3 separate regions of the Mus musculus genome follow, and all the other regions are linked to region 3. The links are chromatin contacts, called in public Hi-C and promoter capture Hi-C maps. All regions are on one chromosome and are shown on one strand. Each heading gives the region's core, a stretch centred on a gene start, on an enhancer-like site or on the middle of the called end of the contact. The rest is flanking DNA. Distances are from core to core; before and after follow the strand shown.

The links. Promoter capture Hi-C pulls out the DNA fragments that hold promoters and counts their contacts. A called contact is a pair of places that touch in the nucleus more often than the background predicts.
Region 1: a promoter capture Hi-C map of hippocampal neurons shows a contact between it and region 3, with 9 times the contacts expected there. The contact joins two enhancer-like sites. A contact is called at or near these places in 4 of 39 promoter capture datasets (cranial neural crest, embryonic stem cells, hippocampal neurons and 1 more), 1 of 484 Hi-C or Micro-C datasets (cortical neurons) and 1 of 9 other capture datasets (adipose tissue).
Region 2: a Hi-C map of cerebellum shows a contact between it and region 3, with 2.5 times the contacts expected there. The contact joins two enhancer-like sites. A contact is called at or near these places in 1 of 39 promoter capture datasets (maxillary cranial neural crest), 2 of 484 Hi-C or Micro-C datasets (cerebellar granule neurons and cerebellum) and 1 of 9 other capture datasets (embryonic stem cells).

Annotation. Positions count from the first base shown.
Region 1 is chr13:8,537,654-8,541,716 of GRCm38.p6, forward strand. The region is part of intron 1 of Adarb2 (adenosine deaminase, RNA-specific, B2); the gene reads left to right. Among named protein-coding and RNA genes, the nearest start is that of Wdr37, 330 kb to the right of the region's middle. Within about 2 kb of position 1,403, at least 7 of the 459 cell types and tissues checked have an H3K27ac peak or open chromatin away from gene starts, as enhancers often do. A contact at or near this core is called in hippocampal neurons, where this site is marked.
Region 2 is chr13:8,565,556-8,569,531 of GRCm38.p6, forward strand. All of the region lies in intron 2 of Adarb2 (adenosine deaminase, RNA-specific, B2), which reads left to right. Among named protein-coding and RNA genes, the nearest start is that of Wdr37, 300 kb to the right of the region's middle. Within about 2 kb of position 2,381, at least 2 of the 459 cell types and tissues checked have an H3K27ac peak or open chromatin away from gene starts, as enhancers often do. A contact at or near this core is called in cerebellum, where this site is marked.
Region 3 is chr13:8,205,109-8,209,289 of GRCm38.p6, forward strand. The region is part of intron 1 of Adarb2 (adenosine deaminase, RNA-specific, B2); the gene reads left to right. Among named protein-coding and RNA genes, the nearest start is that of Adarb2, 4.3 kb to the left of the region's middle. Within about 2 kb of position 2,428, at least 6 of the 459 cell types and tissues checked have an H3K27ac peak or open chromatin away from gene starts, as enhancers often do. A contact at or near this core is called in cerebellum and hippocampal neurons, where this site is marked.

The sequences.
Region 1 (4,063 bases), core at 153-2,652, 330 kb after region 3:
GCTTCCCTGGACAGAAGTTATTTCTCAACCTAGTTAATCCAGAACTACTAAAATGTTCCAGTAGCAAAGACCCCCCCCCTTCTCATCTCTCCTATTGTGTGTGCACATGCATGTGCACATGCATATGTGTACTCACTTCTGAATGCGCTAGTAGAAATGAAGGTCCGTGTGTGTGCCCGTGGAATTAGACACTAGAGAACAATCTCAGCTGTCACTCCTCAGGTGTCATCTACCTTGTCTTGTCTTAGTTTTGAGACAGTCTCTCATGTCCCCGAAATTTACCAAAAAGGCTAGACATACTGGCCAGAAAGACCTAGGTATGCAGATCTGTCTACTGATACAGTGCGGATAATAGAAACGTGTACTACTGTGCTTAGCTTTTCGCATTGCACTAGAAATCACTCAGGTCCCTTTGCTTAGAAGGCAAGCACATCACCAACTGTGTATGCCCCCAGCTTGGAATAAGACCCCAATTCTTGTTCACAGTGAGCCCAAAGAAGAGCCTGCAACCTGGATCTGTGAGCCGTCTGAGTTGTGAAACCTCTCCACAGATGTCACATCTAGTCAGTACCTGTGGAACAGAAACCCCATGAGTGGGTCACAGTAATACATGATCCTGCCATCTCATAGCCATGAACTGGGGAAGTGAACTAGCCGAACCAGCAGAGGACAATACAATCATCACCTTAATAGAGGTGCTTATAGGGTAGCCCAGAAGCCTGAGGGAGGGACTTCCATCTGAAATACTGTATTAAATGAAAGAGTGTGAAGAGATTAGAGAGGGAACAGGCCTATAGCATGCTGAGTGGATCCCAGGCTGCAGGCAGGGAGATGCCAAATCACTAATCTACAAATGAGCTGAGTTCTGTGGAAGCCATTTTTCCCCTTAGACTATTAGACTGCAGCAGTCCCCATGTGTTTTTTGCAAAGCCTCTGCACTTTTCAGACTGACTGCTCATTTTAACTTGGCCCAAGCAGCAGCCTCAGTCTGTTCATTCTGGCATGAATCAGGTGAGAATGAATGCTAATGGCCCCTTACTGACTACTGTAGCAAAAGAGTTCTTTAGAAAATACATCACAATTTGAAAGGGACCAGCCTACACCTTGCCAATACCAAGCAGAGCAATTATTTCTGCATCTCAATATGGGGTTCCAACTCTCATCCCAGATCCAGCAAATGCTCTGCTCCACGATATCTAAGAGGAGGACAGTGATAACTGAGTCGAGGTCCTTACGATGACCCGAGGAGCTATTTCGATGCTTGCTTTAGTCGTGAGGGACTTGAAGCCGGTTTTAAAAAAAAAAAAAATGAAGTTTTGTAATTAGAATTACATAAGTCAGAATAAATTTGGTTGCAAGTGTTAGGTAACCGGTCTTGGCTCATGGAACTGAAGAGTTGAGAGCGGGCTTACTCAGATCCAGCTGGAATCAGAATGTAATGACGGATAGAAATCAGAGTTCAGGCTCAGGCTGAGCCCAGCCTTCCCCTACCTCTGACTCTTTCCCTTTTGGCTTGGTAACCGAAAGGTCGAGTATCCTGGAGTTATATACTCCAGATTCATCTGGTTACCTCATCTAGTAGGACTGTTTATCGTAAATCAAGAACTCTACATCTGATTCTCATTAGCCTAAGTCCTGTGCTCACCTATGAAAGAATCACCAGGTAAGTTAAATAGTTTCTTGGGCAAGGGACAGGTGATACATCCTGCTCACATCCCATCTTTAAATTAATGCCCTAGTGCCACCATCTTGAAATATCTAATGATTTATTAATAGGGGCTCCATACTTTCGTCTTGCTATGGACTTTGCAAATTTTGGGGTCTCTTATGATCAGGAAGAGAGAGTAGTTTAGATTATCAGTGCTCCCCTTAGAGATGAGATGCATGTGAGCCTTACTCTACCAGTAACCCACAACTCAGCAATGGGTGCTCCCAGAGAAGTTCTGCTTGCTGACAGGAAATGGGTACTAAGGAGCAAAGGCTACAAATATGGGAGATCCCACAACAGACGCTTGTATAGAAGCCTTTGCTGCTGTCTTGGTCTTAGGATGATTGACGTGTCTTGCTACTCACGTTTGCTGTAGGAAGTGAAACTATATCATCATAATTTGAGTCATATGCAAATAAATAAATGTTTTTATTTTACATGGAATCTAAATCTGTACAGCATTGTTTCTCAGTGGAACACCCTCCATTCGTTTGCTACCAGATCTCCACTTTGTACAAAGCCACTGTCCCATAGTGGCTTAGTAAAACACTAGGCCTACACTGACTGTTGGTGATCACCCTCTTCATTTTCTTTTGTTTTGTTTTTTCTTTTTTGTTTTTGTTTTTGTTTTTGTTTTTGTTTTTGTTTTTCAAGACAGGGTTTCTCTGTGTAGCCCTGGCTGTCCTGGAACTCACTTTGTAGACCAGGCTGGCCTCGAACTCAGAAATCTGCCTGCCTCTGCCTTCCCAAGTGCTGGGATTAAAGGTGTGTGCCACCACCACCCGGCATGCTCTTCATTAATAGCACTTTAGAATATACACCCTCTCTGTTTAGATCACCTCTCTACACATGGTACTGACTTTTGCCCTTAAAGAAAGTTAGACTGTTTCCCATGTGTCGCCCTAGTCTGAAGCTCAGCAATTCAAAGCTAAATGCAAGCTTACAATTGCATCACTTGGAAAATATCCTCAGGGCAGTCCCAGTGACATTAGTCTGGGCCTTTTGATGGTCCATGCATCAGCATTTCTCAGAGGTGGGTGCCCTGAGATGCTCATGAAAGGCCTTCCAAGGCCTAAGAAAGACTACATGCTCAATCCATCTCAAATATTTCAAATGATGTCAGAAAACTCCAACCCTAAAAAGCCTTCCCAGTAAAGAAGTTGTTTTAATTTTATAGACCCCAGCCTTCCACAGTGCATTTAAAACACAAGGTGCAAAACTCCCCCTTAGATCTCTCCTACATGTGTAACTCTATGAGAGTGTAGAACACACCCAAAAGTTGTATAAATGTGCAGTGGTCAGCCCAGCCCAGAAATCATTGCAAAGTTTGTATGTGTATCTGAAAATTGGGGGGCTGGCATGGTTCAGCAAGTAAGTAGACTGCAGGACCCAGGACCCACATGGTGGTGGAAGGAGAGGGGCAACTCCTATGGGTTGGCTTCTGACCTTCAGAGGTACACAGCTCTGCTCCTCTCCCCCTCCCCCTCCCCCCTCTCTTACACACACACACATTCATACATGCACTAAATTAATTGGAGACCATAATGCATAGTTTACTCCCTAGAGTGGTTCAAAAGTAAGTCTGGGCTCTGTAAGACTCCATCTCACACAGAGTGGTGCTGTCTTCAGTATAAATCTTTCTGCTGTGCTTTCTGAACCTGTGCCTGGTCTTTGTGGAGGAGCCATGATGACTAGAGGAGACCACTGATTGGCTCCTACCCCACCATCAACAGTCCTTGAACTAATGGTACCTTGTGTACCAGCTTTGCAACACCAAAACCTGGGCCTTCTTCTCTGAGATGGGAGGAACTCATTGACCTCAGTGTAACTGACAATCAGGCTAATCCATAAGCCCTCATTGTTTAATTAAAGATGTTTGCTAGAATATGTGGGTGCAATTAAACCTCTGCCTCACTGTCAGTGGGGGATGTCACTTTACCTTGATGCCACAGACCTCTCTCCTATGATCCCAACTGTGACAAATGTGTTCTCACTCAACCCCCAACACTCACAGGTCATGACAATTTCCTGTTTCTTCTACCTTGCTAGAAAGTTGGTAGCTGGACCACAAATACCTATACCACAGTTCCAGCATCCCCGCCAGCCCCACTGGCAGCTTCCCTTCCTTTGGAGTTTCTTTCTCATCTGTAATGGTACCCCTGAGGTTAGCTCTCACAGTGTTCAGGACTGTGCAACCCCCAAAAGGTGAGATGGGGAGGCCTCAGGCAGGTGTGTGTGGCAAGGTATGGCAGGATTCTTCCAGATGGCAAAGAGCCCACACCAGGTGTTCTCAGAAACCTCAGTTCTATGTCCTTCCAACTTTCTGGTTATTACCAGGACCTCCAAGGGGAGCAG
Region 2 (3,976 bases), core at 1,131-3,630, 360 kb after region 3:
AGATAGATAGATAGATAGATAGATAGATAGATAGATAGATAGATAGATAGATATAGATAGATAGACAGTAGACAAATAGATACATAGTGAACAGACAGAGATATTTATATATTCACTTAACTCATCCCCACTCAACTGCTGAAGCAAATACAAATAAAATCTTCAGTGTCTTTCATTTAAAGAAATGAAGCTTGCACAGAGTGATCTAAGGTCTCAACATGCCTAAACAAAGGACAAAGGCATCATGTGATCTCTTGCCTGCTTGATTCTTGACCCTGTGAAGTGGCCACTGATGGGTCCCAGGACAGAGGCCTCAACCTAAGCCTAGATGGGCTCTAAAGTTCTGGCTGGACACTGAGAATTGGTTATCCAAAGCATGTCATCCCAGAGAGCCTAACTTGTTCTAAGATAAGGACCCATATATGTTCTTTTTAACCAACTGCTACTAATTATTGATTAAGGAAGAGGCTCACAGAGGCTGGCAGGCGGTTCATATGGTTCTGCTTATGTCACAAGCAGAGACACCTGAGTTTGATATCCAGCACCCATGTGAAAAGTGGGGTGCTGGGAGCCCTGTAACCCCAATGTTCAGGAGGCAGAAACCGGGGGATCCATGGCCATCCAGCCTAGGCAACTTGGAAAGCTCCAGGTTCGATTGAAGATCCTGTGTCAATTGGAAAGGAAATCCAGCATCCACCTTTGGTCTCCACACTTGTGTACAAAACAGGCACATGTACACACACACACACACACAGAGAGAGAGAGAGAGAGAGAGAGAGAGAGAGAGAGAGAGAGAGAGAGAGAGAGAAACTCATACCCCAGTCTAATAATCAAAGTTTATATGAGGAGTTCCATCTACAACAGTAGCAAGATACTAAGAGTTACAGAAGAGAAGCAAATAAAAAGGGATTTCACAGTGTGTAGGGCAAAAATGTTGTTTTCTGAGTTCGATTCTCTAAGATACAGCAGAGGTCATCTGATAGGCTAGCCACCATAATCACACTGGCACACTTATTAAATCCCCACATTGTAAGAAATCAATAAGAAATTAGAAGGCTCCAAGCAGGTTTCTAGGCAATCTGATGTGGGGATTTGGGAATTGTTTTGTTTGATCTTTATTTTCCATTTTGAGTTCAGTTTGGGGAAAAATCACACAGTTTAATCTAATGTACACTCTCCATTGGCTTGAAATGCCCTAAATGACAGAGTGCATTGCTGTGTGCATACCAGAGCACGCAACGATTAACACAAACAGTTGAGATTTAGCACTCGCTATCTAAACGGTAATTATTTTTGCTGAGATCCATAACAAATGAACGTTGCATGGTTATACCTTAAAAAACACTCAGATTCACACTTCTGAACAAACTAACCTCCCCAAATCCTAATAGCTTTTTAGTAGCAAATTGATATAGTAGTAAGCCCATTTCACAACTCAGAAAATTAAACCGAGAGCCTGAGCTCCATTTCAACGCAGAGCCCCCACGTGTAGCATCGATGAAAGGGCAGTTTTGGCTTCTTTATAAAGACGTGATAGCTATGACCGATGGGCTAGCGCTGAGCTAAAGGGAGGTTAGAGTGCACGCTGAAAAGAACATTCTCAAACGTCAGGATACCTCGGGAAGGCACCTGATGTTCAAAGGCATCCTTTGTGACTGTGAAATTGTACTTTCTTCTTCATTATTCTCCAACAACAATGCCATAAACTGAGAGGTGAGAAGCACAGTGGCGGTTCTGGCAGGTCTCAACCTGCGTAGCTTTCAGGCTGCAGAGAAGCAGGTCCGTGTGTCAACAGCCAGCCAGGCATTCACTGTTCTTGAAGCTGTTGGTTCACTGGAAAATTCACCTGCCGTTTCCACTTGCTTAATGAGAGAAAAAAGAACACATTTACACCTGCCACGGAGCTGAGAGCTCCCAGCTCCTGAGAACATGTGTGAGGTGCTTAGAGAAATGTGGGCACGATTTTGCCTGGCCAGATCAGCCCCGGGACTCATCACACATGGGGTAGACTTGGCTTCATTATATCCAGATGGCCTGGGGAGGGGTGTTAATCTACAAAGGCCAAGAAAATGTCACAATCATTCTGCATCCATAAAATCAACTTACAGCCACTGCATGGATGAGTGCAATGTGAGATTCCTAGGACTGAGTCCCAACCTAAACACTTGCCATAGCAGGCAACCTCTGTAAATAATTTCAACTCCTTGAGCCTCGGTTTCCAGCTATCTGCTCGTAAAGTGTTCACCATACTAGCCACTAGCTCCCTAAGGACTAATGAAAAAGAAATGTAGCAAAGTTAGGTACTCAATAGAACACATCAAAGCTGCCAGGGATCGGTAGAAGATGGCAGGCTGTTCACAGGCATAATCCTTGGCTTTGGATAACACATTTTTGAGTTTAGCATTCCAGAAGCACGTGCCCTGGCAAAGTGCAGCAGGGGGCTCAGTACCACTGTGGCTTTCACACCTGGGGTTTTCTAAGAGAACAACTTTATTAGAGAACAGTTAGCCAAGGTGGCTAGTCTTAAATTGTGTTTAAACTTGTCTAGCTCTCACAGTTCTAAGTTACCGTTGTGTATAGGTAGCTTCCTAGCTGCACAAGAGAAGCAGGTCTGTATGTCAAGTCTGTTTTTGAAGCTGTGGGTTCACTGGAAACGTCACCTGCAATTTCTACTTGCTTAAAGAGAGAAAAAAAAAAAAAAGAACACATTCACACCTGCCACGGAGCTGAGAGCTCCCAGTCCCTGAGAACATGTGTGAGGTGCTTAGAGAAATGTGGGCATTACTCCGCCTGGCCAGATCAGCCCCGGGACTCATATGTATGTATATATGTGTATGCATATATACATATATATGCACATATACATATCTGTGTGCATGTGTAAAAATATATGTACAGATATATCTATGCATGTATACATATATGTGTGTATGTATATATGTATATATACATATATTTACAAAGTTATAGTTTTGCTAAATTTACTCTATCTTAACTTTTTGCAAAAGCAATAAAATGTTGGATCAACAAGATGGATGAGGTGACAAAGGTGGCCACCAAGCCTGATGACCTGAGTTCAATCCTTGGAACCCACATGGTAGAGAGAGAAAACTGACTCCTGCTCCTGCAAGTTGTTCTCTGACCTGCCCACACCTGCGCCCTCATTTCTCTCTCTCTCCTCTCTCTCTCATACACACACACACACACACACACACACTTTAAAAAAAAGAAAAGAAAATGCCACAGTAGAAATGAAGCCATTCTTTGTCCTCGTATTTCTTTTCCTTCCTTCCCCCACCTCCTCTGGGAGATGGGGCTGTGTCTTTGTGACATAACTGCCCTCAGTTGTTTCATAAGTCTGATTATATGAGTAATATGTAACATGTGTATTCTTCAGACACCCATGAATTCTATCCTACTCAGTGGATTCCTTTTGCAAGTCCATTTTGCCATCTAGCACTATGTAGAGGAGATTTACTTAGGTTGAAGCACATGGAGTCGACGAGGCTATCACGTTGTATTATCATTCAGCAGTTGGATTCTACTGCAACCTAACCAGTCCTCTAAATGTGGGAAGCTATGTATTTCCTACATTTTCAACTGTAAAAACAATATACCACAACGAACATCTTTGTTAATCTCAGTTCTAGAATGTGTTCCTGATGACAGAACTCCTGAGAAGGTAGTGTTTCTTGGTTGTCAGTGGGTGTTGGAAGGAAGGCACTCATCATTTGCCTATGGGTACTGAGGAGGTAGGACATTCATAGGTGACGACATCACAACTCATACTAACAACCAGAGACTGTGAGAACATGCACAGGACACACGCCTTGCCTGTCTCTTCCTCATGTCTTCTCAAGCCTGACTTTCTGAGACCTCCTGGATGACGGAGGACCTCCCCCCCTCCAATAGGCAAATGGTCCCCACTGGTCTCTTGTATCTTGTGAAAGTCATTACAGCACCTTTTCCAGACCTG
Region 3 (4,181 bases), core at 1,178-3,677:
CCTTTACTATAAACTGAGCCATGACAGCCCAAAGCAAATTTTTTACAGCAAGTATTTGTATCCTTAGAAATTTTGACTTTAGGAAGGCTTCAAATTTTCATAACAAAGGCAATAGGTAAGCATATACAAGTCTCTATTGTGTGTAGACCTGTATTTAAGTGGCCTTCTCTGTGGCACCTGACAACAGCTGTTGTGGTAGGACAGTAAAACTAAACTGTTAAATATTCATTTTTACTGGCAAAGTTAACAATATAGATATACATGATCAAAATAAATAAATAAATGAATAAAAACTAGCATACTCAGCCATAGGAGAGAGTAATTGCTTTTTACATCTCCCAGGAAAAGATAAGCTTGTATGTAATATCGTGTATGATAAATGCACGTTTCTTCTACTCCATAAAGAGCAATGATGTCTTTCAATTTTATCTTAATGCTCATATATCTTCACTGAGATGGAATGGCATAGCATCAAGTTTTAAGCCTGACCAACATGAAGGACCACACATGCATGGGAGATAATTAAGGAATTCTAGGAATGCCATTAAGTAGCAAGTGAACATGCTGACTATAAAACCATTTTCATGCATTAATCAATATGTTATTAATGTATTAAACAAGTTAATAAGTAGAATCATGATAAGTGTACATATGCTCATCTGCCAGCCAAGCTCCATTTTAAAAAATGAACCATAGCATCACTTGGTCAGTATGCCGGAGAATCTTTATTTTCTACGTGTAGGCTTAAAAGGTGTCTTGGGTCGAGTATACTATCCAACAGTCTACGCCCTAAACTGAAACACTCTAGCTACAGGCTAACTGTGGTAATGATAGGATGTGATTATTGGTAAGCGCAATCCATCATCTTGGAAATGGGGTGGTTTCTTTCACAGGTTAGGTTTCTGTCACTGTACTACACAAGAAGTAATGCGTATCTTTAAAGATCTAAAAACCAGAGAAACTTGGTCACAGAACATGCCTCCCAGGGTCAGCTAGCAGAAGCCCATGTTTCTCTGCAAGAAAAAACTTTAAAGATGATTCTTGTCTTCTTTTGTTGAGACCTCATATTATTCATCTTGGCATGGCCTCCATAGGGGGTGTTTTCAGTTAGGATTTTCTTTAGAAATCGTATCTAAGTGGTTTACACTGCCTGGACAAATGGGAAGTGTGAGTTTCTCATTTTATAGGACGCACACACAGGCAAAATAAAAGTATACTGAGAAGGACCGTCAAAACATCTCATGTTTATACATGTGTCAATCTGGGGCCTGAACCCATTTGATGTGTAGAATATAGATCTGTTCGGTCCTCCTTCAGTATCAATTAGAGACGTTAGCAAAACGGTGGTTAATAAGGAGCATCTTCTGCCATCACTCACCACTGGGGTATTGCCTTCAGTAGGACGTGAAGAGGGCTCAAAGATTGGACTTATTTCATAATTCCTGGCAGAATGATTATAAATAATTTCATCTATTCAGTGCTTTATAGAGATGAGTGCTGCTGGCAGTAGAAAATAACAGCGTGTAAATACTGCGAAGCACTCATTGAAACCTCAAAAAAATAAAGGTGAAGATTCAAGGCTTTTTGTTCATTTTTATTAGCAGCAGACCATTGCAGGTAGTCCACGAGGGCTACCTCCTAAAATCAGTGTAATTCATAAAAATAAATCAGTAAAAATTTAACCCCTAACCATAGACTGTCAGGATAATAATTTTGAATAATCTTATAACTACACCTTGGTATTCTTATGCATTGAAATGGCAAACATTTTTTTTGTGTGTGTGTGTATGCGTTGTGCATCTGTTTTTCCTTTTGTTGTTGTTGTTCGTATATTTTCCCAAAGAATCTGCTCTCTGGCCTGAAATTAATTTTTCAAACAGAATATTTAAAGATACAACCCACTGTTATATACAGATAGGTAAAATGACTGAAGTGTCTGAGAATGTAAAACAAAAATCTTTTAGCACAGACTTATTGATACCCATCCGAGGTAAACTGAAGGGCACGGTTTATAGTGAGAAGTATCCATCGCCCATCAACTAGGACAGGACTTTAGGGAAGTGTCCAAACGGTATGCAAACACTTATTTGACTGAGTTGATCATTGGCAGACAACGTCTCATTCTCTGGAGCACCTAACAGCAGCTAAGAAGTTGTCTTGAGATTGAGCTATTATTCCAGGGTGCTTGGGTGTCCAGATGTTTAGGGAGACCGGGTGTGATTTTTTTGGAAACAACCCCACAAGGCAGATAGATCCACGAAAGTAAATTGGGAATCTCAGCAAGGTAGTGTGGTGTGGAGCGGAGCAGCCCGAGAACGCTGTGAGATGCAAATAAAAAGTTGGCAAAGGGGACACAGTAAGTGGAGCAGATGGATGGCAGACGCCAGCTTGTTGTGAAATGAAATTCCATGAAAAATTAATGAAATAGAAAGATTGCGCACTGGATGAGGGTGCAGCGGCCGTGTTGCTCTCCATCCCCGGCGATGCTTTAGTAATCCGTGTGGCTGTCATCTCAACGGAGAAAAGACAGCCCGTCTACACCACTGGCTCTTATCTCGCTCGCTGACAGCTCAAGAGGAAAGACTGGATTCCAGGATAAAAATCAAATTGATTAAACCAACCGTTAGGCAGGATCTAATTGCATGAGGGGGTTTTCTCCTTTTCTCTCTCTCCCTTTTAAAAATTTATATCAGAGCTTCTGGTTTCTAGTGACCCATGTAATAACAGTAATTTGAAATTGCTTCAAGGGCGTTAGATATGACGAGTGAGCTTGAATTTAGATTAAAAGTATAAGATTCATGTATTCTTATCCAAATAGTGGCATTAGGGTTATTGACAAAAAGCTATCTCAGAGGAGTATTATATAAAGAAATGCCAAGTGAGAGACTGTAATTTTTGAGACATAGAAAGGTAACACTGTGTTTAATTGAAAACATATATGTGCATATGTGTATGTTACTGTGTGGGGGGAGTGTATGTGTATTGCTTTGTGTATGTGTGAATCTAGACAGGAAAGACTAGAAACATTGGATCAATTTTGTATCCTTCTGTATCTTTTTCTAATATTCCTAGAAAATATAAGTCAGAATTTTTATAACAAAAACTGTTTAAAAAGACCCTAAGAATGAAAAAAGATCACTCAACTCTTTGTAATTTATAAATTTTATTTCTAAACATATGTTACTGTGACCAATCTGGGTGCTAATGACTTGCAAACAAGATTTGTAAAAGGGCATATTTTCTTATCATGAACAAGATATTAAAAGCTCTTAACCAGCTTGAAAAAAAATTAAATCACATTCCAAGTGAGCCATGAAAACCATGAATGTCCTTTGCAAACTAGTTCAACTATTGAACATTACCATTTTCCATGTGTTTCTCTGTGAGCACAAAATAATTTGAAAAAAAAAAAAAAACCTGAGAAAATGAAGGTAAGACAGCAGAGCCTGCTGGCTGAGGCTCTGACAATTCTGATCCTTGCTGCTTGGGTTTGTAGATAACATGAATCTAAATTAACCCCTAATTTTTCAATTAAATGATTTCCTTCGCTCAGAGGAATATAGGCTGTAAGTTCTTGATTGTTTAAATATAGTCATTTATTTATAGCTCTTAATGTATAGTTCACCTAATACGCCAATGTCAGTAGAGCGACATGGCTTTCAAAATTCGAAGAAATCAGGGCGGGGGGAATTCCTTTTAAATTTTGAATACACGTAAGTTTGAAAGGGTCCTTGGGAGACCTTAAAAAGGGCCAATGAAAAGGTGCCTTCAGGATTTACAAACCTGCAGACAGACCTGTGTTTCTACTTATGTCCCTTGCCAGCCTGGAACCAAGGCATCCCTGCTTAGTGATCAGGTTCAGGTTGTCCTTTCTGTTTTTATTTTAGTTAGAAGGAAAGGAGGTTGAGGGCTGTTGTGTCTGGCTGCTTGGATGACTTCAAGTAAAGTGAAAAGTGCAGTTCTAAGCTCTAAATCTGCAGCTGAAAACATGAGAGTGGATCCAGTTTTCCAGGAACCACATCCAAGAATCAGCTACCTATGAGCTGATTTGTTTGGCTTTTAAGGGAATTTTAGTTTCTCAGACACGAATGTGGTGCACAACAGCAGACTTTCTTTCCTGGAGAACTGTGTATCTTATAATAAAGAGTTAATGGAGTCACCTGGGTCCTCTCTATCCATGC